Regions from separate parts of the Mus musculus genome. Here all the other regions are linked to region 2. A link is a contact called in public Hi-C, HiChIP or PLAC-seq and promoter capture Hi-C data. All regions are on one chromosome and are shown on one strand. Each heading gives the region's core, a stretch centred on a gene start, on an enhancer-like site or on the middle of the called end of the contact. The rest is flanking DNA. Distances are from core to core; before and after follow the strand shown. Region 1 holds the start of Arsb (arylsulfatase B). Region 2 holds the start of Aggf1 (angiogenic factor with G patch and FHA domains 1). Region 3 holds the start of Fam169a (family with sequence similarity 169, member A). Region 4 holds the start of Jmy (junction-mediating and regulatory protein). Region 5 holds the start of Poc5 (POC5 centriolar protein). Region 6 holds the start of Hexb (hexosaminidase B). Region 7 holds the start of Polk (polymerase (DNA directed), kappa).

What was found. Promoter capture Hi-C pulls out the DNA fragments that hold promoters and counts their contacts. A called contact is a pair of places that touch in the nucleus more often than the background predicts. HiChIP or PLAC-seq counts read pairs in DNA pulled down with a chosen protein or histone mark.
Region 1: a contact with region 2 is called in a promoter capture Hi-C map of pre-B cells, with 3 times the contacts expected there. The contact joins the promoter of Arsb here to the promoter of Aggf1 in region 2. A contact is called at or near these places in 4 of 39 promoter capture datasets (3T3-L1-derived adipocytes, the C10 cell line, liver and 1 more).
Region 3: a promoter capture Hi-C map of embryonic stem cells shows a contact between it and region 2, with 2.1 times the contacts expected there. The contact joins the promoter of Fam169a here to the promoter of Aggf1 in region 2. A contact is called at or near these places in 2 of 39 promoter capture datasets (embryonic stem cells and hippocampal neurons).
Region 4: a contact with region 2 is called in an H3K4me3 HiChIP or PLAC-seq map of embryonic stem cells, with 5 read pairs. The contact joins the promoter of Jmy here to the promoter of Aggf1 in region 2.
Region 5: a promoter capture Hi-C map of liver shows a contact between it and region 2, with 9 times the contacts expected there. The contact joins the promoter of Poc5 here to the promoter of Aggf1 in region 2. A contact is called at or near these places in 6 of 39 promoter capture datasets (the 3T3-L1 cell line, embryonic stem cells, liver and 2 more), 5 of 484 Hi-C or Micro-C datasets (CD4 T cells, CD8 T cells, LSK cells and 1 more), 1 of 115 datasets of contacts at active chromatin or transcription factors (fibro-adipogenic progenitors) and 1 of 9 other capture datasets (liver).
Region 6: a contact with region 2 is called in a Hi-C map of B cells, with 7 read pairs. The contact joins the promoter of Hexb here to the promoter of Aggf1 in region 2. A contact is called at or near these places in 2 of 39 promoter capture datasets (liver and neutrophils) and 1 of 484 Hi-C or Micro-C datasets (B cells).
Region 7: a contact with region 2 is called in a promoter capture Hi-C map of pre-B cells, with 7 times the contacts expected there. The contact joins the promoter of Polk here to the promoter of Aggf1 in region 2. A contact is called at or near these places in 10 of 39 promoter capture datasets (the 3T3-L1 cell line, 3T3-L1-derived adipocytes, the C10 cell line and 6 more), 5 of 484 Hi-C or Micro-C datasets (B cells, CD4 T cells, embryonic stem cells and 2 more) and 1 of 115 datasets of contacts at active chromatin or transcription factors (stem cell-derived neural progenitor cells).

Annotation. Positions count from the first base shown.
Region 1 is chr13:93,769,926-93,773,286 of GRCm38.p6, reverse strand. It overlaps Arsb (arylsulfatase B), which reads right to left and starts at 1,608. Exons shown (of 8, transcript NM_009712.3): 1 at 1,195-1,608. The coding sequence starts at 1,509.
Region 2 is chr13:95,373,831-95,377,322 of GRCm38.p6, reverse strand. Aggf1 (angiogenic factor with G patch and FHA domains 1) reads left to right here and starts at 1,966. Exons shown (of 14, transcript NM_025630.3): 1 at 1,966-2,477. The coding sequence starts at 2,265.
Region 3 is chr13:97,069,659-97,073,291 of GRCm38.p6, reverse strand. It overlaps Fam169a (family with sequence similarity 169, member A), which reads right to left and starts at 1,649. Exons shown (of 13, transcript NM_001100458.1): 1 at 1,581-1,649.
Region 4 is chr13:93,498,297-93,501,996 of GRCm38.p6, reverse strand. It overlaps Jmy (junction-mediating and regulatory protein), which reads left to right and starts at 2,189. Exons shown (of 11, transcript NM_021310.3): 1 at 2,189-3,695. The coding sequence starts at 2,691.
Region 5 is chr13:96,386,425-96,390,052 of GRCm38.p6, reverse strand. Poc5 (POC5 centriolar protein) reads right to left here and starts at 1,759. Exons shown (of 13, transcript NM_026173.3): 1 at 1,522-1,759.
Region 6 is chr13:97,196,419-97,199,908 of GRCm38.p6, reverse strand. It overlaps Hexb (hexosaminidase B), which reads left to right and starts at 1,552. Exons shown (of 14, transcript NM_010422.2): 1 at 1,552-1,883. The coding sequence starts at 1,648.
Region 7 is chr13:96,540,778-96,544,444 of GRCm38.p6, reverse strand. It overlaps Polk (polymerase (DNA directed), kappa), which reads left to right and starts at 1,866. Exons shown (of 15, transcript NM_012048.3): 1 at 1,866-2,118. It overlaps Cert1 (ceramide transporter 1), which reads right to left and starts at 1,710. Exons shown (of 18, transcript NM_023420.2): 1 at 1,186-1,710. The coding sequence starts at 1,281.

The DNA of each region.
Region 1 (3,361 bases), core at 359-2,858, 1.6 Mb after region 2:
AGGAAGGAAGGAAGGAAGGAAGGAAGGAAGGGGAGAAAGGGAAGAAAGGACAGAGACAGAGAATATCAGTAACCACTAAAAGTTATTAAATTTAATTTGATCATAATCACATCAGGATTTTAAAAACCCACCAAACTTGGATTGAGGGGAGCCTAATTTCATAGGTCTGAGACGAGTAGGTGCAGGAAACTAAGGATTGCAATTTATAGCCGTGTGACTCCCCCGCTGACATCCAATTTAGGCAAGCTATCTCCTCGCCTGTAAAGGGCGTTCAAGATAACTACCTCATAAAGTGGTTTTTAAAAACGTTTCAGTACAATAAAAACACTACAAGATACGTTCTTACTGTTCCCAGTCATTTAACATACACATACTCTGTGGGGGACATACTCTCTAAAGGGGCAGTGAAGAGACTCATGTGGGCTGGATTCACCCTCAAAGGTAGAAGAAATATCAGCACCCTTATTTTCATTGTAGGGGTACGGAGAACCTGGAAATGACTTCCATTGTTAGCCATGCACAGCGGAGGATCTGAGCGTGGGTGCTGGAATTTCCACGTTGTTGACATATGCATAGTTATAGGCAAGGGGGTAACTTAGTAAAGGAAAGATATAGGAGCCTGGGGTGCACCTTATCTCACCTGTGGCCTGACTCCCAGGTACAACAGGGGCTGAGAGAAAGCTTAAGATCTTTCACATACCCCACCCCCACGCTCATTCACTGAAGGCTTTTCGGGTGATGCGTCCCTTGTCAACAATCCCAAGTCTTTTTAGTGTTTCTAAATTAATCTCTGAAACTCCCATCTACATGGCTTCCTATCCTCCTGGCTCAAGTAGGTCACTCCTGATCTATGACACACCGCGTCAGTCACTAGGGTCCGTCCCAGTGCAGCCTCTCACTTTAATGGCCCTCTGGAGCTCCTTGGGCCTCCCTTTTCTTCTCCATCCTTTCTCCTCAGGACCTCGTCTATCCTTCTCTTTGGGGGTTCACAGACACAGCACCTCGAGATCCCAGAAACCCCGCTCTCCTCTGACCTAGAGAAAACGAAAGCCACTCCTGCCTTCGGCCACCAGGAGGAAGTCAGGCATGCGCAGTGGCCCTAGGCAGCAGCCTGGGGAAGCCAGGGTTGTCGAGCGCGGTCCGACTGAGCTGGCGGGCTCGCGGGGTCACGCGGGGCTGGAGGCCGCCTAGTACCTGATAGCGGCCGGTGAGCAGCTGGCTCCGCGAGGGCGTGCACAGCGGCTGCACGTAGTAGTTGTCCAGGACCACGCCGCCGGCCGCCAGCGCATCCAGGTGCGGCGTGCGGATGACCGAGCCGTGAAAACCCAAGTCGTTCCAGCCCAGGTCGTCCGCCAGCACGAAGACCACATGCGGAGGCTGGGTAGCTCCGGAGGCCCGGGCCGGCGACAGCAGCAGCAGCAGCAGCTGCAGCAGCAGCAGCAAGAGTGGCAGCTGCGGCCCGGGACCTCCAGGCCGGCTCCTGCCAGTGCACGGGCTAAGCTTGCCCATCCTTAGCAGCCTGCAGAGCCCGTGCTGCGGGCACCCCCGACAGAATCGGGAACTGAGCGGCCGGGCTCCCCAGCAAGATTTCATCCACCTGGGCGGGCCGCGGGCTGGGGAGGGCCGGCGTCCACGGCCTCCGCCTCCCGCGGGGGCCGGGGGAGGAGCCGCACAGAGCGCGCGGGCGAACTCAGCCGGTCCTTCCAAGGCCCAGAGGCCCGTTCTTTATTTTAGCCATGAACTCGAGAGCCACAAGTTCCAAAGCTGTTTCACAACCTTTATCTGATTAAATCTAGCCGCAAACTTGACAGCTAAGCACTATAGTTAGCGCTCCTTTTATCCCCAGAAGAAACCCTGTAATGGTTTGGACCATTACAGATGAGAGAAGAGAGGTGGTGCAGATGGTGTTTCAGATTCCTTTGTGCAGTGTGTACCCATGAAGCCACTTCCTTCCCATCATCAGTGGGCCAAACACATTCATTCTGTCTGCCCAGAATCTAAAATGAAATGGTGAAGTTTCATTTCAAGACATTCGGGGTATGCCCACCTAAGACTGTCTACTTGCTTACTCAATGTCTAGAGATGAGTGATAACTGTTAGGTGGAGAGAGAAAAAATGTGCGCTGCCTGAAGGACACACCCTCTCTGGCTGAGGCCGAGTCCGTGGGAGTTACTTTACAGCTTTAGAAGCTCTGGATGAATGATACCCTTGAAAAGTAATTATTGCTGATGTACTCAACTGACTTCCATGCGGTTGGCTGATGGGCGTTTGTGGTATTGTTCCTTATAACCAATTTTAATTTCTTATCGGTTTCTCACTAATAAATTAGATGAAATCACATGATGTATTCATTTCTGCATTTGTGATTTGTGTGAGAGTAAAAAAATTCTTTTGTGTGTGTGTGTGGTTTTTTTTTTTTTTTTTTTTTGAGACAGGGTTTCTCTGTGTAGCCCTGGCTGTCCTGGAACTCACTTTGTAAACCAGGCTAGCCTTGAACCCAGAAATCCGCCTGCCTCTGCCTCCCGAGTGCTGGGACTAAAGGTGTGTGCCACCACGCCCGGCCAAAATTTTCCTTTTTAAAAAAAGATTATCCTTGAATATATGTTTCCCTCTTAACATACATAAGAGTTTTCTTTGAAGTAGATAACTACTACTTATCCTTAGTAAAATATAGCCAGAAAGTTTTAAATTTTGGCATTTTTAAACCCAAAAACAATATCTTAGAAGAGTTGTTTGTTCGCTTTTGTGTTGGGGATAGTGTGGTCTCTGCATATTCTTCTACTCCATAATTGTTTTCTATAGTCCTCTCCTTTTTGTTTTTAAGCAGGTGCTTACTATGTACCCCAGGATAGCTCCTCCAGCTCTCTGTCCTCCTGCCTCTTCATCTCCCACTGACAGAACTGGGATTACAGTCCCAGGCCAAGGTCCAGGTTTTCCCTGCCCTTGATAAGCATCAAACAGCCTCCAGTAATACTGCTCCTGGAACTAAGCACCCACCAAAATCCCCGTGCCCTGCATTTCAACTGAGCATGTCAGCTGGGGGTGCCCTGGCAATGTGCAGGTGGGAAAAGTCTGATTTTCATCTGTATACTGAAGACCTATGGCATGCATACTGTGCGTGGTTCTTTTAAAAATCTCTCTACTGGTGTTCCTTTGGTGTTTCCTTTGGATTTCACTCAGGCAACAGCTTCGTACAAGAGTACAGGAAGGTGATGTGGGGTGATGCCTGGTACCTCAGACAGAGAGGAACAGTGTTGGTTTGCTCTTTTGTGGGACCCCTGTGTTACTGGCATCAGGTCTCCACTGCAGAGTTACCATCTCCCCCTTGTAATTACTAAGTAGTACTCAAACTTTTGCTTAT
Region 2 (3,492 bases), core at 717-3,216:
TGCTTCCAAAGTGGTGTACCTGTGTGTGTGTGTGTGTGTGTGTGTGTGTGTGTGTATGTGTGTGTGTATCTTGCGCGCGCTGGACTGGCCAGCAAGAACGACGCTGCAACAGGATCCTTCTGCACACATTTATTGGGAGAGCTTGATTGCAGAGGCGAAGAGACCCTGAGCCCAGAACTGGTGCTACTTATATAGGCCTAGGAGAGGCGTGTCTCACACCCGGATTGGTTAAGCACTATGCCTCATTTGCATGGTCCTCATCTGATTGGCTACTCTCTCAGTACCTCACAGAACCTCATTAACATACCTCATTTGCATGTCTCACATCTGATTGGTTATATTCTCAGTACCTCATTAACATGTCCGGGCCAGGCAGTGACTTGGCAAAAAACTTTACTGCATATGTACACATTGGTTGTTTGCCCAAAACTTATGCGTGGTAGCCAGCAGTAGCCAGTGCCACCTGGCAACGGCACATGTGGCTTCCCACATGTTTATGTGTGTTTTGGTACTGGGTATCAAACCTAGGGTCTCACTTATGTTAACACAAGCTTTACTACTGAGCTAAACCCAAGCCTAACTCTTTGTTTCTTACTAAGATTGTTGCTATTCTTCAGGACAGCATATTGCTATGTTGCCTAGGCCAGACAAGAACCCAGGATCCTCCTGCCTCAGCTTTTCTTGCTCTGCAGCTCTGGCAGGCCAGGGACTTGCTCTGCCACAGGCTGTCAGTTCACCTGCCTCTGTCTTCTGAGTACTTGAATCACAGGCTTGTATCACCACATGTGACTCTGTACTTTTGAGTAAAGATTTTATTTAACCTTTGTAGCCGAACACTGGAAAAATTCACAAAATGAAAATAAATACTTCTCTTCAGTCTTTTAAAAAGCCCCATCGTATATATTCACTGTACACAGTACTGTGTCGCATAAGGGCATTTTCATACTTTTTTTACATTAAGTATATTCTTTCCTTTACCTTGGCCTCATTTCTCCCCCTTACTAATCTCTTCTCTTCCCCTACACAGTTGCTGTTACTCTCATGTCATAAAAATAATTATCTTTATCCTTATCTATTTATGCTATTAGCAGATCAGATAATATAGATAAATGATTTTATAAATCTATACAAAACCTAGGAACCATGTGTAAGAGAAAACACATGGTATTTGCTTTTCTGGAACTGGCTTAATTCCGTATCTCCAGATATATCTATTTGTAAATATAAACCATTTTGCTACAAATAACTTAATTTTATTTTAATTTATCGTTTAAAAATACATTGCGTATATATGCCATATCTTCCTTAATTCACAACACTGTTGTTAGTCACCTTGTCGGGTTTTGTAACTTAGCTATTATAATTAATATGCCAAGTCTCTCTGTGATATGTTGACTGGGAGTCAGGAGTGGCTTTGCTGGGTCACATACTGACTATGTATAAAAGTAAGGTTTTTTTATTCATATTTTTTTTTTTTTTAAAAAAAAGGCATCCTACAGAACCATCGCGATTATATGGTTGTTTTATGGTAACAGACTAAAGGAGAGCTCATAAGTAGTCCTCCAGTAACAGGAACGGGACAGATGATAGTGATGGTCTTGCAAAGCTATGTAAAGGACATGCTCTTAACAAAGCTATGTCGTGTGAATCCCTTTAGTCTGGGAAGAGAATTCAATGTTAAAGTTCCCATTATAAGGCGAACTTACAAAGTGCACTTCTAAGAATACTTGTACATTGGAAGAACCCTCGATTTTGAATGGGGAAACATTTCACCAATCGGACTCAAACTCCTACACTACAATACAAGGGAAACAATCGGAAGTAAAAACACAGGCCGTTGTTTGGGCACATAAACACCAATTTGTACCCAGCTCCTAGCCCCGTGTACCAGCGCGATCAGACCCTTCTAGCTTTCCGTCGCTTCCTTTTTCCGTCTTGGCTCCGCCCTCCTCCGGCTTAGCGTTTCCGGCTCAGCCCGGAACTAGAGGCTTCCGCTGGGTTCGCTTTAGTTCTCCCGTCCGCTGGCTTCCCGGAGACTGTCACCGGGCGGGTGTCCGCGCGGCCCGGGTAGAGTCGGCTTCGTCCCCAAGCTCGCAGTCCCGGCCGCCGTCTTCGGGGGCGACATGGCCGGGGCCCGCTGCGGTCGTCCGAGCGTGAGGCCGCCCCTCGCAGCCCGCGCGCTCCAGTGGCCCCTGGGCCAGTGGGCCCCGGTGTCGTCCTAAGCAGCCCGGTCCGCGCCCCGCGGGCTCGGCGCTCACGGCCGCATGGCCTCCGAGGCGCCCTCGCCGCCTTCGCCTTCTCCGCCGCCGCCCGCCTCTCCGGAGCCGGAGCTGGCGCAGCTCAGGCGGAAGGTGGAGAAGTTGGAGCGCGAGCTGCGGAGCTGCCGGAGGCAGGTGCGGGAGGTGGAGAAGCTGCTGCAGCACACGGAGCGACTCTACCGCAACGCCGAGAGCGACAACCAGGAGCTCCGCACGCAGGTACGCGGCTGCCGGGGCCAGACCTGCTCCACGGACCCTGGGAAGTCATGACAGCCCAGAGCTGGTCAAAATCCCAAAGACCTGTGGAGCCAGTTGGCCAGTGCCAGCCAATTGGTTTGGGCAGTTGTCTCAGGGCAGGCGAGAATGAACTTCAGCATGGGCTACATGGTCTTGATCGTCTGTCCTACTGGCAATGGGCGCATTTATTTGGGGGGGGGGGTCACGTTTAAGAGTTTTTTGTTATTTGTTTTGTTTGGTTGAGTTTTTAATTCTTATTTTGGTTGATACGAAATCTCCATTTGGGGCCTTGAACTTGCTGTGTAACAGAGGATGACCTTGAAGTTCAACTTTTGATCCATGTCAACACTTCCCAAGTGCTGAGGTTGTGGGCTTGCATTTTTCTCCACCGCCCCCCCCCTTCGCCCCCCAAACACACACATTTGGGATTCAATTGAGAATCTACGCAGGTCAGCCTGGCTTAGGTCTTAAAATGCAGCCCAAGTTTGACTCAAACTCAGACTCCCTCCTAGGCTGGGATTTCAGGCATGAGCCAACACCCACCCATCCCCTTTTGAGAACTTAGAATGCCATTTCCTACCTCGTGTTTCCCTGCTGTTTATAAAGTCAGGGTGATAATAGTGTACAGCAGTGACGTTTAAAAGCAGGAACATAGTTTAGTTTTACACTCTTGAACATACTCCATGTGTAAGGTGACCTCAGTTATCCTCTTGGGTTCACTTGTAGGAAGGTACATCCGCCTTTCTTACAGATACTAGAAATGTGTTTCATTTTCATAATCTGTAGTGAGGCAGATGCTTGACAGTGATGCTTAAAAAACAATACAGTTTTACCTTGTTCATTGAACAGTTGCATATTATCCTAACAAGTTATTTCCAGATACTTAATTTTAACCTAATGTTTTCTCCATAATTTAGTGTCTTATAAAACTACATCTCTAGTCTAGATACTGAAACGTCATCAGACTTTGTCATCCTGTTCTTTATATAGTGTGTAT
Region 3 (3,633 bases), core at 400-2,899, 1.7 Mb before region 2:
TTCCCCTCTGTAATACTGACTGTGGAACAAGCATCATTAATAGGAAGCATGGATTTCTGCAGGGATGGCACGTAAAATAATACCATTTGTTTATAGACAATTAGCTAATTTTTTTAAAGTTTCATTTATTCACATGGGTAATGGGGGAACTTTTACTTTCAAAAATATTCAGCCATTAAGTTGTTTTTCCCCTTCCAAATCAGCGTCAAGTCATTCACTGGACTCAGTCTACTGAAGGATGGAAAAGACCTACAGCATCAAAATAACTAGAAACAAATCTCTTGGAACCAAGAAAATACACAGGTCCAGGTTTAATTGATGATCACTGGAGTGGCAGGTGACTCACATAGGGGTTGTATCTGGGTTCACCAACCCGATCCTCCTCATAAATTTTAAAGATGAATCCACTATGACAGCCCCTCGATTTCTATGCATGACTGCCATCATTTGTACTGAAGTTTTATTACTAGTGAACTCCCCTCAGGTTCCTTTCACCACGTCCTCTATTCTAAAGAAGCAACGATTAAAAGTAAGTAAATAAATACTTGAGCCAAATCTATTTCATACTAACTATTAATAATCCTTGTAATTACTTCATAGAACAAGACATGGTTTGAACAGATGTACCTATACATACGTCCTACAATGTGCTTTTATGAAAATAAATAAATAAAATTTAAAGCACAACAAATCCAGAGCCATTAGAAGATTTTCCTCCAGGGCTCACATGTGTGTATTATGCAACAACCAGCGATCCAGATGTTAATCCCTGCTGTGATGCAATGATAAAATACCCAAGGCATGGAGCCCATTTACAAAACAAATTTAAACAAGAATTACTATATACTCAAGAATCTTGGAATGAGCCATTCACAGTTCTGAGAGAATTACATTTAAACTCTTCCTTTGGGTGATCTTTTAGCTGCGTGTCTCCCAATTCCCTCCCAATTCCCTACAAAATCCTCGTAACCGCGGTTTAATTTGGGTTTTTAAAAGGACCGACTGAAGGGGAAAGGGAGACCGGCATCAGGTGGTTACGTTAGAGTCTACTTTTGATAAGATAGCCGCGTAAATTCCCAGAAGGGATTCATCTATTCCGTCATTCTTGCCCATGCACAATAATCGTAGTAAAATACGACCCAGATCCCGGAGCCACTAGCCACCCCGGACTCGCTCCATCCTCCCATCTCCGGTGGCACAGGCCTCTCTCTCTCTCCAAGCTCTGCGTGATGGGCGGCTGAGAACCCTGGGACGGAACAGCAGTGACCCGAATTCTAAGAGAAGCGAGGACTCCATACAATACCTAGTCCGGGTCGGGCGAGCAAGCCGAGAGGGAGGTGCTGCGCGGCCGAGCCCGAGCCCCACCCCCACGCCGCGCGGGTCCCGCTACCCGGAGGATCCCAGGTGGGGACACGGGAGGGGGCGGCTCGGCAGCCGCCGTCCCCGCCGCGACCCCGGGAGGGCGAGCGCGACATTCCCTCACACAAAATGGAGGCCGGCGCACCTGGGGTCGCCGCCACCCGAGGAAGCCCGCGGCCGCCCCGCGGCTCGGCCTCGCACGCCACGCGCCGCGCACTCACCTCAGCCGCGCCGCGGGGGCCCGAAGGCGGAGCGCGAATGACCGAGCGGCCGCTCCCCGCCGCCGCCGTTGCCGCCGCCGACCCCGGCACGCGCGGCTCGTCCGCAGCCCACCGTCCCTCCGCCGGCGTGACGCACTAGCGCCGCGGCGCGCCCACCGCGAATCCCCCCGCCCCGCCGGCCGGCCGGCCTCGTGCGCCGCGGCGCCTCCTCGCCGGGAGCCGCCCCGCCTCGGGGCCGCGGCCGCCCGCTCGCCCGCAGGTGCGCGCTGCCCGCTCGCTCGCCCGTCGCCGCCCGCAGCACGCCCGCTCGGTCGGGCCGTATTAAAGAGTGACCTTGGCTTAGCCGGGAATAGAAGCGAGTAAGCCGCGGGGGCCTCGCGCTGAGCGAGCCGGCTCCTTTAAGGTCGACCTGCGCGGCATCCCCGCCTCGGGCCTCTGGAAAAATCGCCCGGGTGGGTGCGGCCTCCGGACCTCCCGGTGGGGAAGGAGATGATGCTCTGCAAACCTGGGGACGCCGGCTTCCCACCCCACCCCACCCCACCCGACCCCGGACACCACCAGACCCCACTGCCCCCCAGGAGCGCGCCGGAGAAAAGAATTTGCACAAGCCCCACAGCCCAGATTATGCCTTGAGATAAGGAACCATCGCGGCCCTGCGCTGACCTTTCCTACGTGACAAGCTAATCTGACCCCGGAGAGCCTGCGCCATCCTCTCCTCCCCCTTCCCTCACTTCATCCCTTACGGGATCCAGGGCCTTTTGCTAAGTACTCGAGAAAAATAAGTTCACTGGCATTTAAAGGATGATAATTCTTTTTTCTTTAAATAATATATGCGGTAGTAGAAATATAGATGCACAGCAATAATTTTGGATTTTAAGACTTTTTTTTTTGCCCTTAAATTCTGAGAAATTCATCTAATAGCAATGGCATTATGGTTCAGTTATTCAGAAAAGCTTAAAATTACTCCTATTCCTGGGAAGTATTACTAATCACAACACTGACCTTTTAAAGATTCACTAATTGGTAACTTCAAAGAATGCTTTTTCATATAGATCTATTTAAGCCCCCCCTTTTTTTTTTTAAATATAAAGGCTTTTTCTTTTTTACCTCCAGTTGCACACAATCAACCTTACATCTGTTGTGTTTATTTACAATAAATTATTACTAGAAATCTTGAGTTATATACATTTACTATTTTTAGTGGAATTTAACAATGAATTAATATCCAAGCAAGAATTTTGAATAGTTGGATTCCAACCATAGCTAATCATGAATGAGTAAAGTTATATAATTCCTGGATTATCATTTCTAGATCTGTTTGCAAGTAGGAGCCCCCAGGATAATCCCAGTGGCCACTTTGTAAAATTACTTTTGTTTTTCCGGCTCTGGCATCCCCCCCCCCAGGTGCTGCAGTAAAGACTTATTATTATAAACCTAGCCAGAGTGTGGCTGGGCTTTAAATTATTTTATCAATCAGTGGGAACCTGTGCCTGGAACACCTAGCTCCCCAAAGCCTGCTCACTGAGATAGAAATCAAAAGAACTACTCCTCTAGGCCCAAAAAGTGACCACCTGCACACAGTTAAACCTGCCTTCCTTCACGTGGCTGGCATTCTATCTGCCCAGACCGGAAGTGCTAACTTTCACACGTCTGGATGACCTAAGCTATCTTAAGTTAGGAAACCCTCCATGCACTGGGCTTTGATGGTTGCTGATAAACGTGGCCCAAAATCGAACCCTTCAGGTTCCCTGGGGAAGAATTCCTAACGGGTAAAATGACAACCGGTGTTTCTGTCTGCCAAGAGCTGCCCTATGCTCTGCTATTCTTTGTGGAGATTAACTTATCACAATCATCTCTCCAGTGCATACTAACGGGATTCCCAATTTACATAATGGGAAACCGAGGCATATAGATAAGCTGAGTAATTTACTCATTGTGACACAGTTAATGACCCTGGCCTTTGATTCAAAAAGCAAGCGACCTTAAGAAAAACTCTACACTATCTTCCTCTGGTTGAATTTTAACACATTCCTTATATCTTCCTGTTTGAACA
Region 4 (3,700 bases), core at 940-3,439, 1.9 Mb after region 2:
GGAAACTTGAAACAGCGAGACTTCCCATTTGAAAAAGCACAGTGGCAAGTATGTTAGGGGAAAATACTTAACACCTGTGTAAACATGAACCCGTTTCCCCTCCGTGGTTTGTGATAAGTCACAATTTTATAGCAGTAGATAGGTATGACAGTTAATCCATGTACATCAAATGTTGCTCTGTTTTGTGTGAGGTAGACTAACCTTGTGGCTCAGGCTGACTACAGGAGGCAATCCTACCCCAGACTCCCAGATGGTAGAATTGAGGTATAGCTACCAAGCCTGGCATTGATTTCTTTTAGGCATATTTAGCCTGCATTCTGCAGATTTATAAATGTATTGAATAAAGAGAGCTGGTGATTTCAAACTCTATCACAAAAAAAAAACAAAAAAACAAAAAAACAAAAAAACTAAGCAGTTATCTTTTTATCAAAAGGACAATTTTTCTGTAACGTTACTTGCTGAAGACTCCAATTTGCAGTGGGTTTCTTTCCTTTAGCATTTTATTTATTTTTGTGTTGCTGGAAATTGAACTCAGGATTTCATGAGTGCTTTGTAAGTACCCCAAGCACTGAGTAACACCCCAGACCCCTCTCCTCTCCTCCCCTCCCCCTCCTCTCCCTCTCCTTCCCTCCTCTCCCTTCCCCTCTTCCTCCTCTTCCCCTTCCCTCCCTCTTCCCTCTCCCTCTCCCTGTAGACCAGCTGGCTATGAACTCCCAGAGATCTGACTGTCTCTCCCTACTGAGTTGTGGAATAAAGGAGTGGGCCACCATACTTGGGTCTCTCCCAGCGTTTTCAAAGGTGCTTTTGATTTGCACGGAAGAGCTGACACATATGTACAAGCTTTGAAAATATGCAGCTCATTATAAGAATTCCAAAAGGTTGAAGTCATTTTTATCTTTTTCTGAATCTTGCTGTGTGTGTGTGTGTGTGTGTGTTTGGTCCAAGAGTAGGCATGGGTTTCAAAGCAGATGTTTAAAGTTTAAAATGTTCAGCAAGGCGGTGGTGGCACACGCCTTTAATCCCAGCACTTGGGAGGCAGAGACAGGCAGATATCTTAGTCCGAGGCCAGCCTGGTCTACAAAGTGAGTTCCAGGACAGCCAGGGCTACACAGAGAAACCCTGTCTCCAAAAAACCAAAACCAAAACAAAAAAAAAAGTTCAGCCAAGAGATAGGTCTAAAACTTTTGACTATCAATTTAGATGTCAGGCCAATACAAAACTGTGTGTAGCTGACAACGTGAGGGTGACTCAGATGATTTTCACACGTTTTAGAAATGTGGCTTAAAGTAAAAGAACTAATTCCTATTATACATTAGTGCCTGCTTGATGCCTTAGACACTGACAGGAAAGATGACGCCAATAATATAAAGTGGATTATAAACCTACTAGACAATATTAGGAATGTTTCAACACAATTTAGTATGAATAATTGGATTTTTCTGGCTGGTTTTTGAAACAAGGTCTTTTGTAGCCCCTGCTGGCCTTGAATTACCATATCTGGTTGCCTCTACTCACCAAGTGTTGGGATTATAGTTATGCACTGCCTTGCCAGGCTGATAAAAACTTTTTGTTTGTGCTTTCTGGGAACTCTGATAACTGAATACAATGTCAAAACTTTAGTGCAGTGACTGCCCAAAGAGATTCTCAGAACAGTACACAACGAGGAAAGCCGAAGCAATAAAAGAAGGATAAATTGAGACAAATGTTCACGCTCTTTAGGACGTGACTGAATTTTCCTACTGTTTTCGTATTCTCCTGAGTTGTTTTGCATACATGTCTAACTTAAATTGTGTCTGAAGGATGTCAGGGGAGAATGGAACCCTTTGGCTTAGCCTTGTAAAGCAAGGCAGAGTTCCCGGACTGTTTAGGACGCGTCTGAACACAGTTGGCGATCCAGATTCACTTAGGGTGAAGGAGGGCTACATCAAGGTCCTTGAACAAAGTCTCAGAGTCCCTCTGCCTTTGCTCCTCTTGCCGGGGGTTCAAAGCAACCTGTGCGGCCGGGCACACCAGTCTCTCATCTTGCAGAAAAGCGTCATCCCGCAGCCACAGACTCCGGGCCGGGAAAAAGGGGGCAGGGCTGGGGCCAGGAACGCGGCGGCGCGCAGGCGCGGCTGGAGGGACGCGGAGGGGGGCGGGGCGCCGCCGGGCGGGCGGGACGCGCGCCGCCGCTCCCGTTGCCGCTGCTGCCGCCGCCGCGTCAGCAGCGTGCCGCACGTGCCCGTGTTTACGTCCCTCGTGGAGCCGCAGACGTCACAGCCGAATGGCAACATTGTGGCGACGCTGAGACTAGCGCTTTAGGAGTCTGCTTTCTGGTTCTGGTTCTGGCTGGCTGGGCGCTGTTGGCCGGGGGCAGAGGGGCGGCGGGGAGGTAGGCCCCGGCGGGCGAGCGGCGGACGCGCGCCTCAGCACGCAGCCCCGCGGCTCCGCGCAGGCCGGTCCGGCGGCCCAGGGCCCTGCGCTGCGGCAGCGAGCGGCTTGTAAACAGATCCGGCCGCACGTGACCATGTGAACTACCTGCTCCGGGCCGCGTATTGTCTCTTCTGAGAGCCGCACCACAAAGGAGCCGGTGGGTGAGCGGCCGGCGCGCTAAGATGGCTGCAGGCGCCCCGCAAGGGTGAGCTGGGGGCGCGGCCACCGCGGAGACTCGGCCGGGCGGGCGACCCCCCTCGCCGGGCACCGGAGCTACCATGTCGTTCGCGCTGGAGGAGACACTCGAGTCCGACTGGGTGGCGGTGCGGCCCCACGTATTCGACGAGCGCGAGAAGCACAAGTTTGTGTTCATTGTGGCCTGGAACGAGATCGAAGGCAAGTTTGCTATAACCTGTCACAACCGGACGGCCCAGAGACAGAGGAGCGGTTCCCGGGAACAGGCGGGGACGCCCGCGTCTGATGGGAGTCGCGGTCCGGGCAGCCCCGCGGCCAGGGGTCGGTCAGAGGCCGCTGCCTCTGCTACAGCAGCGCTCCGGAGTCCCGGGCCACGGAAAAGCCAGGCCTGGGCCGAGGGCGGCTCTCCGCGCAGCGCGCGCAGCCTGAAGGGGGATCCTCCTCGGGGTCCCGCGGGCAGAGGACCGGAGAGTCCTCTCCGTAGCCCCGCGCGGGCTAAGGCCAGCCCGCTCCGCAGAAGCGCCGAATCCCGAGATGCGACCGCCAGTGCCACGCCAGCCCCGCCGGCGCCCCCGGTGCCCCCGGTGTCGTCGGTGCGGGTGGTGAGTGCCTCCGGGGCGGTCTCCGAGGAGATCGAGGTCCTGGAAATGGTGAGGGAGGACGAGGCGCCACAGCCGCTCCCGGACTCGGAGCAGCCGCCGTCTGCCGCGGAGCTGGAGTCTCCGGCCGAAGAATGCAGCTGGGCCGGGCTTTTCTCCTTCCAGGATCTGCGAGCCGTGCATCAGCAGCTGTGCTCGGTAAACTCCCAGCTGGAGCCGTGTCTGCCGGTGTTCCCCGAAGAGCCGTCAGGCATGTGGACGGTGCTGTTTGGGGGCGCCCCCGAGATGACCGAGCAGGAGATCGACGCTCTATGTTACCAACTCCAGGTATACCTGGGCCACGGCCTGGACACGTGTGGCTGGAAGATCCTTTCTCAGGTTCTTTTCACCGAGACGGATGATCCGGAGGAGTATTACGAAAGCCTCAGCGAGCTGCGGCAGAAGGGCTATGAAGAGGTGCTTCAGCGGGCCAGGAGGCGCATCCAGGAGGTGAG
Region 5 (3,628 bases), core at 510-3,009, 1.0 Mb before region 2:
ATAGGCTACACTATGCCATTTTATATAGTTCTCTTGAACATCTGTAGATGTAGGCATCTGCAGGATCTGGGAATCAATCTGCTGAATTCTGTGGTTACAGAAGGATAGCGGTTATGTGACTACGTTGGCTACTCAGCACCCAGCTCCGAGCACTGGAATTCACAATGGCTAGGATGTGCCTTTGCCTGTATTACAAGCATAGGCTGGAGATTTAGACTGAGGAGGCATTGACCTCTTGGGGTAATACGAAAGAAATGGGGATGGATGGGATTCCCCATTGTGGTAAAAGAACTGCTATCCTGCAGACCAAACACAACTGCACACACTTTTAGAATATAAACATATGTATTTTCTAGAAGGATTTTTAGATTCAAACATGATTTCAAAGGAGTTCATAATCCTAACAGAGGACTGCTCTGAGAAGAGGAACCTAAAACTGCTAGCTTTTAAGGAACAGTGAAGTGTCAGGAGAAAGATGGGAGGCAGCCAGAACACCGGAATTGTGTGGAGAGCAGTATGAGGGTCACTGGCCAGAAGGGGGCAAGGAAGGCCCCCAGCATGCAGATCAGGAGGCTGCCTTGACACCCGTGACAGTTTCAGCTGCCCCTGGAGCAGGCCTCAATTATAGTTTGCTAAGAAAACAATTGAGATAAAGACACTGAAGAAGAAGGGAGAGATGCAGGGAAAACCACAGAATAGAAAGCCAGGGTGCAGCCAGAATTGTGCAAAGGGAATTTCTCTTTTATTCAGCATTGGTATGGTTCCAGAGGATAAGTAAACTAAGTCTGAGCTGTGACTGTCTTTCATTAAGCCATGCAGGGAAGATAAAATAGGCATGGATCTGCATCGAAGAATGAACACTTCACTAGTCTCAAATCAACCACTGTGGTAATTTGATCCGTTTTAATTTTAATTACATTTTCCCTTATGACTTGTTTGCAGACCTGGTAGGCAACCAGAGTTGGGAATTGTGGATTATTTTAGTAACAAATGAGCTGGTATGATCAGACGCCAAAATTGTTTCTTAAAAACATATTGCGGTCAGAAAGCGATCGGACTTTTGGAAAATACGTTATCTGCCATTTATCCCTGCTCTTTGCAAACAGGCAGGAGAAATAACGTGAGACGAAAACAGTAGCATTTCTTCAGTTTCTGGGTTCAGAAGAATGGTGCTTTAGAGGGTGACACGCACCATTCCACTACATTCTCGGCACTCTTTAACCTAAGCTGAAACCACAAGATACTTTGAATGCTTCTCTTTGCTACTGGTACAACTTAACTGAAAAGCGGACTCGGGGAATTCAAACGCAATCTCTAAGAGGCGGAGAACGAACCAACGTGTAGCTGGCCGCAAGGTGACTTCTCCCGTCTTAACTGCACGCAAAGAGAGGGCGAGCACCAGGCCCTTCCAAGTTTTCTTTCACCATCCTCCAATCCGGCCCCATTTAAATCTAATTCTTTCTTAATAAAAAACAACGTTCTGTTTGGCTATGTCCCCACGTCCTAAAGAACAGGACCTACTTAGTTCGCATCACTTGTGTCTTCTCTTTCTGGCACCTCCAGGGACGATGCTCCCAATCCTGCCAGGGAGGAACCGGCCTGGGCGCCGCCACCGGGATCCACCGTCTCGGCGAAACCTCGGCTCCTGACTCGCTGCGACAGACGGCGTCGCCGCCGCAACCAAAGCAAGCACAGCGGCTCCCCTAGCAGCCACTTGACAGTTTCAAACTGAGGGCCCTGATGAAAGACAGCCCTAACTATTGGTCCACAGCTTCAGCAATCTTAAACTTGATTGGTCCGTGGTAAGTGGGCGGAGCCCAAGGTATCTCCGCGGGACAAGCCGGAAGTAGGAGATTTACAGGCAAAAGCCGGCCCAGAGTTCCCAGAACAGAGCGCATGCTCGGTGCTGCTCTGTGCCTGAGGACTACTACGGGGCGGCACTGCAGACAAATTTAATTATCTTCGCAAATCTGTGAAAGCTGAGTGCTGTTTATTTTCAACAATGAGGATGACATAGGCATAAAGCCTCGAGATTTCGTTTCATGCACAGATAACAGGCCGCAAGGCCACTGGCCCGGCAGCTGCTCTCTTAAAAACACAAATGTCCGATGCCCTCTATTGATTTCTTTAGTTTTGGGTTAGGGAGTTTAACGAATAATGTAATTATGAGGATGAGGGTATAACAAACTGCCAGCCTAAGTTTTTTGTTTTTTGTTTGCTTGTTTGTTTGTTTTTGACTTGCAACTCCAGGGCATTTCCCTTGGTTTATTCTGTGTGGGGTATTCAAAAATTTAAACATAGATCCTAACTTTGGTGACATCTCAGCTAAAATAAAATACAGAAGGCTAAACAGGGAGAATCCAGTGTAATTCACTTCTAAATCCATAGCAACGTAATTTAATACTGTAAAATTGTTTACTATCACAGACCCAACAGATAATTCCCAAAGTAGCCCTTGGCAGCTACTTTAAACCAACATGACTGAGTCTAACCAGCCTAAGTTTTACTGATGACCTAACTGCTGTAAGCTGCAAACAGAAACTTTTGGTGGAATATCGCGACCTTAAAAGACAGAACACAATTACAACTTAAAACTTGGCTTTAGTAAGTACTCATTAACACCTTCGGTAATGCTACCCACATAATACGGTCTAGGGAGATAAAATGAGTTAATATATTAAAACAGACATTTCGGACCCCAGACTAGAAAAGAATAATCTGTTCGATCCCCCCCACCCCTTTTGTAACCTACATGATGTCACTTTCTTTTTTCTGTATACGGAAGTGGCACAGCTGCAGCCTCACCTACTTCTGTTTGTCAAGAGTTAGACTTTTATTATCTTTTAAAAGTTATGCTCTCTCTCTCTCTCTCTCTCTCTCTCTCTCTCTCTCTCTCTGTGTGTGTGTGTGTGTGTGTGTGTGTGTGTGTGTGTGTGGTGAGGGGAAATAGTCTCTATTTTCACCACGTGTGACCTGACTTGGGGGTTGAACGCAGGTCATAAGGCTTGGTGGTAAGTGCTTTTACCCATTGAGCCATTTCACTGGCTCTTATATTTGAATGATAACGAAGAAGATCACAAAAAATTTTTGTTGGCATTAGCTGTGTTGATTTCCTCCCCTAAGCTTATTTTAAAAGACAAATTACTACCACTAGAAATAATTTTATACTTCGTTCTAATAATTGTTGTTCAGTTGAATACTACATGGTGACCCTGTTGTGTTTTATAAAAGGAGCAGGGGTGGTGGTGGCAGAGGTGGTGGCAGGGGTGGTGGAAGGGAGCATTTCAACGGGCCCTGCCAAGGTGTCCCCCAGAACAACCAACCCATGTGACAGGCCAAGTATAAAAGGGAGTTTATTTGGGACCTGGGGGAGGGGGTAGAGGCAGAGAAAGGGGAACAGAGAGAGGAGAGAGGAAGAGGGGAAGAGGAGAAGAGGAGAGAGGCCAGCTGGGAACATGTGAGAGGGTGGGAGGGAGGGAAGGAAGGAAGGAAGGAAGGAAGGAAGGAAGGAAGGAAGGAGGGAGGGAGGGAGGGAGGAAGGAAGGAAGGAGGAAGGGAGGGAGGGAGGGAGGGGGAGGGGGAGAGAGAGAGAGAGAAAGAGAGAGAGAGAGCATTTGAAGCTAGGCTG
Region 6 (3,490 bases), core at 303-2,802, 1.8 Mb before region 2:
TCGATTGTGTCTAGATGTGTTTATCTCCAAATACTACATACAGAGGCCTGTCACAAATTACTGTGTAAGTTGCCCTCATTATAAGTGGAATATTATTATTCCTTCTTTTATTTATCTAGGGGTGGTTATACTAGATATAATTCGGGTTATATTTCTGTGCTCTTGTAGGATACAACCCAATTTTTGAACTACTTAGCAGTCTTCTTTTTTTTTAAAAAAATTTTTTTTTCCTGTGTGTGTATTAGTCAGGGTTCTTTAGAGTCACAGAACTTATAGAATGTCTCCAAATATTAAGGGAATTTACTGTGATGACTTACAGCCTGTAGTCCAACTAACCCAACAATGGTCAGCTGTGAATAGGAAGTCCAAGAGTCTAGTAGCTGCTCAGGCCCACGAGGCTCATTGTTTCAGCTGGTCTTCTGCAGAAGTAGGTTCTAACAGATGTGTTGGCAACTAAGTGCAAGCAGGCGAAGAATGAATCCTCCTTCTTCCAAAGTCCTTATGTAGGCCTCAGCAGAAGGTGTGGCCCAGATTATAAGGTAAATACCAACAGGCTTGGATCTGGGACTTGCTTTGTTCCAGGCTGACCTTGAACTCAAAGCTCTCCTTGCCTCATTCTCCTGGGATTAAAGGTGTGTCCTACCTAGCCTGGGCCTAAGCTTTTCATGGCCACTATGTCTCAAGATCTCTGTGTCAAGATCTAGGTCAGAATCTTGTGTCTCCCAGCCTCAAGATCTGGATCACAGGTGAGCCCTCTAATTCTAGATTGTAGTTCATTCCAGATATAGACAAGATGACAACCGGGAATAGCCCCCACAATGTGTATGGGTGTTTTATCTGTATGTACATCTGTGTACCACATGCGTGCCTGGTAACCTCAGAGGCCAGAAGGGTGAAGTATTCCCTGGGACTGGAGTTATTGGCAGTTGTGAGCCACCAAGTGGGTGCTGGAAATTGACCCCCCCCCCCGGTTCTTTTTGAGAACAGAGTTCTTAACTGCTGAGCCATCTCTCCAGCAATCTTCTAGCATCTATTTACTTACTAAGTTGCCTTCCTGTGATTAGACATACTGTAATCTCTGATTACACATATGCACGTTCGCCCTAGCTAATCGTTATAAAGGTCCTTGGAAAACTATACATCGACATTAATCTCCACTACAGAAATATTCTCTTTGTATCACTTTAATATTTATGTAGTCCATCGCGTCTATCCCAAGTTTTAAATGCTCCCCCTATCTATTTTTTTTTCCATGCATAAATTTTAACCTCCCATTACTTCCAAAGTCAACTCCTGGGAATTCTGACTCGGGAGGTTTTATCAATCAGAGTCCACCACCGTCAGATTTAGTGACAAAAACACTACCTGAAGAGTGGAGGAAGAGACAGGTCTTGCCTGTCAGTGGGCTGCACAAACAAGTTCCTCAGGCGTGACAGGCGTGAGCCACACCCCAGCATCCCGGCTAGAGCGCGACCGCCTCTGCACCGAGCCTGCCCCCAATTTCCGGGCCAATCCCCTCTCGGAGGCGGAGCCCGGGCGGGGAGCTCGGTCATCTGACTTGGTGACCCGGGCACGGATGCTTTCTTCCCAGCGACCCAGACTGGAAGGTTGGTCCAAAGACTGCCTAGCCAGACTCGCGGAGCAGTCATGCCGCAGTCCCCGCGTAGCGCCCCCGGGCTGCTGCTGCTGCAGGCGCTGGTGTCGCTAGTGTCGCTGGCCCTAGTGGCCCCGGCCCGACTGCAACCTGCGCTATGGCCCTTCCCGCGCTCGGTGCAGATGTTCCCGCGGCTGTTGTACATCTCCGCGGAGGACTTCAGCATCGACCACAGTCCCAATTCCACAGCGGGCCCTTCCTGCTCGCTGCTACAGGAGGCGTTTCGGCGGTGAGCAGCCCCACCCAGCGGGGAGGGGACCTTGGGCACAGAGAAGGATCGCCGGGCTACTTGGGTCTCACAGGACTGGAAGACAGCATGACTAGCCAGTCTAACTTAGGTCCAAACTTTGCAGACTGAAGCCCAAGACTTGACCTGTTCATGCTTCTTCTTTCGCGCCCTAGGTGCTCAGGGACCCTACTTAGGATGGGTTCCGAATAACAACGGCCGGGCGTGGTGGCGCACGCCTTTAATCCCAGCACTCGGGAGGCAGAGGCAGGTGGATTTCTGAGTTCGAGGCCAACCTGGTCTACAGAGTGAGTTCCAGGACAGCCAGGGCTATACAGAGAAACCCTGTCTCCAAAAACCAAAACAAAACAGAATAACAATGGAACCCGTGACTCTGCTGGAGTCAGTTTGTTGGGCCTCAGATGGGCAGTTGAGATGACTCCAAAGATAGGGAGGGAACAAGGTCCTAGCCTGCAGAGTGAACCTCCTCTGAGTGCATCCTTAGATACGGATCTTTTAAGGGCCCTAGGTATCCCCAGTGTCGCTTTCAGCTCCGTATGTGGCAACAATTCAGATATCTTTAGTCTCTTCAGTTTTTTTTTCGTTAAGTGTATATGACTGCATGAATTTATGTGTACCGCATGTGTGGAGATACCTGCAGATGCCCAGGGCATGAAATTTTGGAGTGAGCCCCTAATGCGGGTGCTGAGAGCCGAACCTGGGTCCTCTGTAAGAGAGTAAGAGTTCTAAACCTCTGAGCTCTGGGGTGGTAGTCAGGGGAATGGGGGAAACCTTAAGTTGAAACTTTATAGGAGACCTCCCCCTTCCGAGCTATGTTCCATACCTAATAATGTTAGGTATTCAAATGTTAGTCTTTCCAAATGGCCTTTCAAGTGGCTCTTAAGTAACATCTGCTTTTCTTCTTGTTTTCCCAACACTTGGCAGTAGTTGCTCTGTCTTCCTCTCTAATAGGTTTCCTAAAAACCCTTGCCTCATTTAGCACTTAACTGTCAAGCCGGGCATTCTCTGGGCACAGAGTGCCAGCCATAGGTAGGCACCCTTGCCAAGAACAGGGGCTGTGCTAACCTTATTGGTTGCAGGGTAGATTGTATTTGGGACGGTATTTGAATGGGATCCCCCCTCTGCCCTCTCGATTTGAGACCTGGGCGGAAGGGTCTGCCCCCTGGGAACTGTAATTTGGTGCTAGCTGTGTCGCCTGCTTTCACTTCTTCTCTGTGTCTGGTGCATATAGCTATAACTTGATTTTGCCTGCAGGACACCAAACAGCTGACCAGGGAATGCAAAACAAAGTTAAGGGTGGGTGTTTTAGGCTCTTTGCTGTGGAAGGTTCAGTGGAAGAGGCCCTGATGCAGCAGAAACAGCGGGGGTTCTCTGCCACAGAAAGGCTAATGCTTTGCTTATAATTTGCACAACTAAGAGGGTACTGTCACCCTATTTTGGAGGCCTGCTCTAAAAAGCCTTTGGAGTTGAATTGCTAATGGGCTGGAATGCTTTGTGGCCCACAGGTAGAGCGAAAAATGTACAACTAAAGTGCCTGGTAGTATTGGGGTATCCCGGATTGTAGCCCAGCTACTGGACTGAATAACGTC
Region 7 (3,667 bases), core at 617-3,116, 1.2 Mb before region 2:
ATCCCAGGCCTTTTCAATCTAGGACACTGTAGATACTTTAATAGCCTAAATTTCAGACAATTCCAGAAATGATGTTCAAGAACACTAGAAGCAGAATGATTTCTTAATGGGCATTAGCACATGACTTAGTATCTTATGACCAGCTTGTTAAGGGACCAGCCCTGATTCTCCCTCTGGAAACTAACTGCTTGCTCTAAGCATTTCTTAAAGTTTAACAGGAAAGGACTGGGAAGTCATAAAGACTGAGTCTTCCCACAACAAAAACGTAAAATACAACACACTGTGAAATATTAACAAGATCACTTATTTCCAGCCCTATAAATTCTATCTAGGCTTAAAGGAAAGAAAGAAAGAAAGAAAGAAAGAAAGAAAGAAAGAAAGAAAGCTGAAACGGTGCTTTTAAAAGTACAGAGGCAAAACAAAACAAAAAATGTCTTTCCTTTCTGTACAAATACTGCATTACTAAATAACGCTCCTTTTCCTGAACTAAAGGTCGGTCTTCCTTCTGACACGTTCCAACTTACTATTAATATTTCTTATCCACAGCTTGCCAATTCAATAGCTCTTTTCTGAACTTGGACAAGGAGGGGGTAAGGTACAAAAGTGCCGCACACGCTTCCTACACCAAAGATCACTCACACCTCAAAGTTTACTATCTCAGATTTCAAGGCCAAACCCAGTCAACTGGTTTGCCTAAGTTACACCAATTAAGAGCCGAACAGCACCTGCCCCCATTCTGGTAGGGGCCTCCAAAATACAGTCTGAAAGGTCGATTTCACCGCCCTCCTGCCCAGCACTTCTTCAGACACCACGGGTTGCCCAACCCAGATTCCTACACCCCAGACAGCTGCGGCCTTGGGTTCCAAGTTACCAGATGCACCTTGCCTCCCGAACTAGATCACGGATTTAATACAAGCTTTCCAAGGTCCTCCGCCAAAGCTGACAGGATCCAGGAATTGGGGGGCTAGCGGTAAGGACAGTCCCAAGCACCTCCTATCCCATCCCTGGCCAGGCACTCATTCCAAGACGACCTTTCGGCCCCGCACCCCAGCACATTCCGCAGCCCCCGCCCCGGGACAGTCGGTGCCTCCAGTCCAGCCCCACCCCAGGTCCCGAGCGGCTCCCCCTCGCCTCGCGGCAGGTGAGTCCCGGCAGCGGATCCACGGTCCCCGCGGGGCAGCTCACCTTGCTGAGGACCCCGCAGCGCTCCACAGGCGGCCCGGACTCCGTCTCCGGATCCTCCTCCGAGCCCGACGAGTTCCAGCTCTGGTTATCCGACATGGAGACGCGACAGCCGAGCAGGAGACCGGCCCCCGCTCCGCGAGCTGCGCCAGTGCAGGCGCCTAGTCCCTGGGGTGAAGGGTCGGGGGATGGCACCGCCAAGAGAGCCCGCTCCGGGGAGTGAGGGAACAGGAAGAGGGACGAAGCGCGCCCGCCGCGCCGCCGCCGCCGCGCCTGACACCGAGCGGACCGGGGAAGGAGGACGAGCGGCGAAGAAAGCCTGCCCTTCCAGCCGTCAGCCGCCGTGGCCGTGACCCCTGCGCTGCGCCCGGCGCCGCCACCTGAACTCGGCCCCCTAGATGCCAACCTCAGTCAGGGAGGGAGGAGGGGAGGAAGACGGGAAGAGCCAAGCCAACGGCAGAGACCCAGATCCACTCACTCACACCTCCGCTACAGCCGCCATCTTCCTGCCGGGTCCACTATTTACCCTCCCTCCTCTCTCAGCTCCCTCCCCTCCGTCCTCCCATCCTCCCTCCACCCCGCCCCGGGCCCCTCCCGGCGGCTCGCGACGCTCCCTACCTCCGGCCCTCCCGGGTGACGACGGGTAGGGAAGGAGGCGGAGCCGGGAGAGGAGAAAGCTGAACAGGGAAGCCGCTGCGCTGCATTCTGGGAAGGCTGGCGCTCCGTCCGCCGCGCAGCCTCCTGGGAGTTGTAGTCGCAATCCTAGGCAACTGGTGTGTGTCCTGGGCGCGCCTAAAGGCTGGTTGCCTAGGGGAACCTTCTGAAGGCAAGTGGGCTTCTTTTGAGAGTTGCGTGCCCCTTTCCGTCCAGCCTGGCTTCCGATTCTGCCTTGCGTGTTTGTGACGAGCCAGCGAGCCGGGACGTGAGAACCCTCAGGTGAGGATGGTGGGCTGTGCGACGCTGCTTTCCGGAAAGCCCGGGAACATCTTTGCAACTTGCCTGGGCAAAAATGATAGGGACTCCGTCGCTTCACTCAGGTTAGGAGTTTATGATCTCTCCAGTCGCAAACTGAAGATTTGCTTCCTCTCTAAAACCGTCACTGTTAATTCCGAAGGACTACTGTCTATGTCTTCGGAAGTAGACTTAATATTTGACGTTTACTGCTGTTGGAGGAAGAATTCCTTCAGACTATTTTCTCACTGTTAATTTATAGAATTTTTATCTCGTGCAATTAATGTTGAGGTTGTCAGAGAACAAATAACGTTTAAAGAACTTCTTAAAAAGGAAATTAGGGTCATATTATATCCTGAAGTTTTCTCTTAGTTGTGAACAAGTATCTCCCCGGAGACCCATGTTAACCATCTTTTTCCTCCCCGGAAGACAGGATAACTTGGATAGAAACTTTCTATCATTAAGATCAAAATGCGAGTTTTACTAAATAATAAGGAATTAGGCAATAGGTAGCTATCAAATTCCTGATCATTTCCAACTTTGAAATTCCTTATTTAACTGCAGAAAGAATTTCTACCTGCTACCCAGATGGAAAAGTAAGAAATTTTGAGTGTTTGGGGGTAGGGTGGGGTGTTAAGGCACAATGACTAAGAAAAAACAAACAAACAAAACAAACAAAAACTCTGGGAGCAATCGAAGAGTCCTACACTCCACATGACAGGAAGTAGCCCTGAGAAGTTCTTGTGTAGAAGCATTCCTGGAGACTAAATGCAGTAGAATCTAAGTCTACTGTATGTCAGATACAAATGATTTTCCATCGTAAAATCATGACAAACATAACTGAAAGATATTCAAATGAATAAAACCTTAAGAGATAAAGATTTTAAGAATACCTTATCAGGGTGTTAAAACATAGCCCAAGGAGATATATGTACACACACACACACACACACACAGAGAGAGAGAGAGAGAGAGAGAGAGAAGAGGGCAAACCACTTTGTAAATTACAAGAGTATGCATTTAGATAGTTTGCTTTGCTTACTAAGTCAGATATGAATAGAATTTCTGATTCTTGTGCTAGGTTTTAGAATCACTGCTCTTAAAGAAAGTGGTTGTAAATATTGAGGAACTCACCTCACAATGCAATTTAGAATCACAGAAACAGTGTTATGTTTAATTTCTAAAAAGAACCTTCAATTTATTTGGTGACTCATTTAGGTTTTGAGTAATTGTGACCACCAACACCCAGCTCCTGCTTGCTCAGTTGAAAATTGCTTCCTTGTATTTAGTGTTAATGTTTGAGAAATTGCCTCCGTTGCATGGGTCCTTTGTACTAGAGGCTAAGATATTTTAAGTACAGGAAGATTTTTGTCTAGTGATTAGATTACCACATTAGAAATTATGGTTTGCATTATTACTGTTAGCAGAAAGCAGTGCCCTGCAGTAGCCATGCCGGAATGAAGGGTACAAGCTTTCTTTATTTCATAATAAAAATGGCCGCTGTCCAGCTGTCTGTCTTACATAGGGCCTTTTC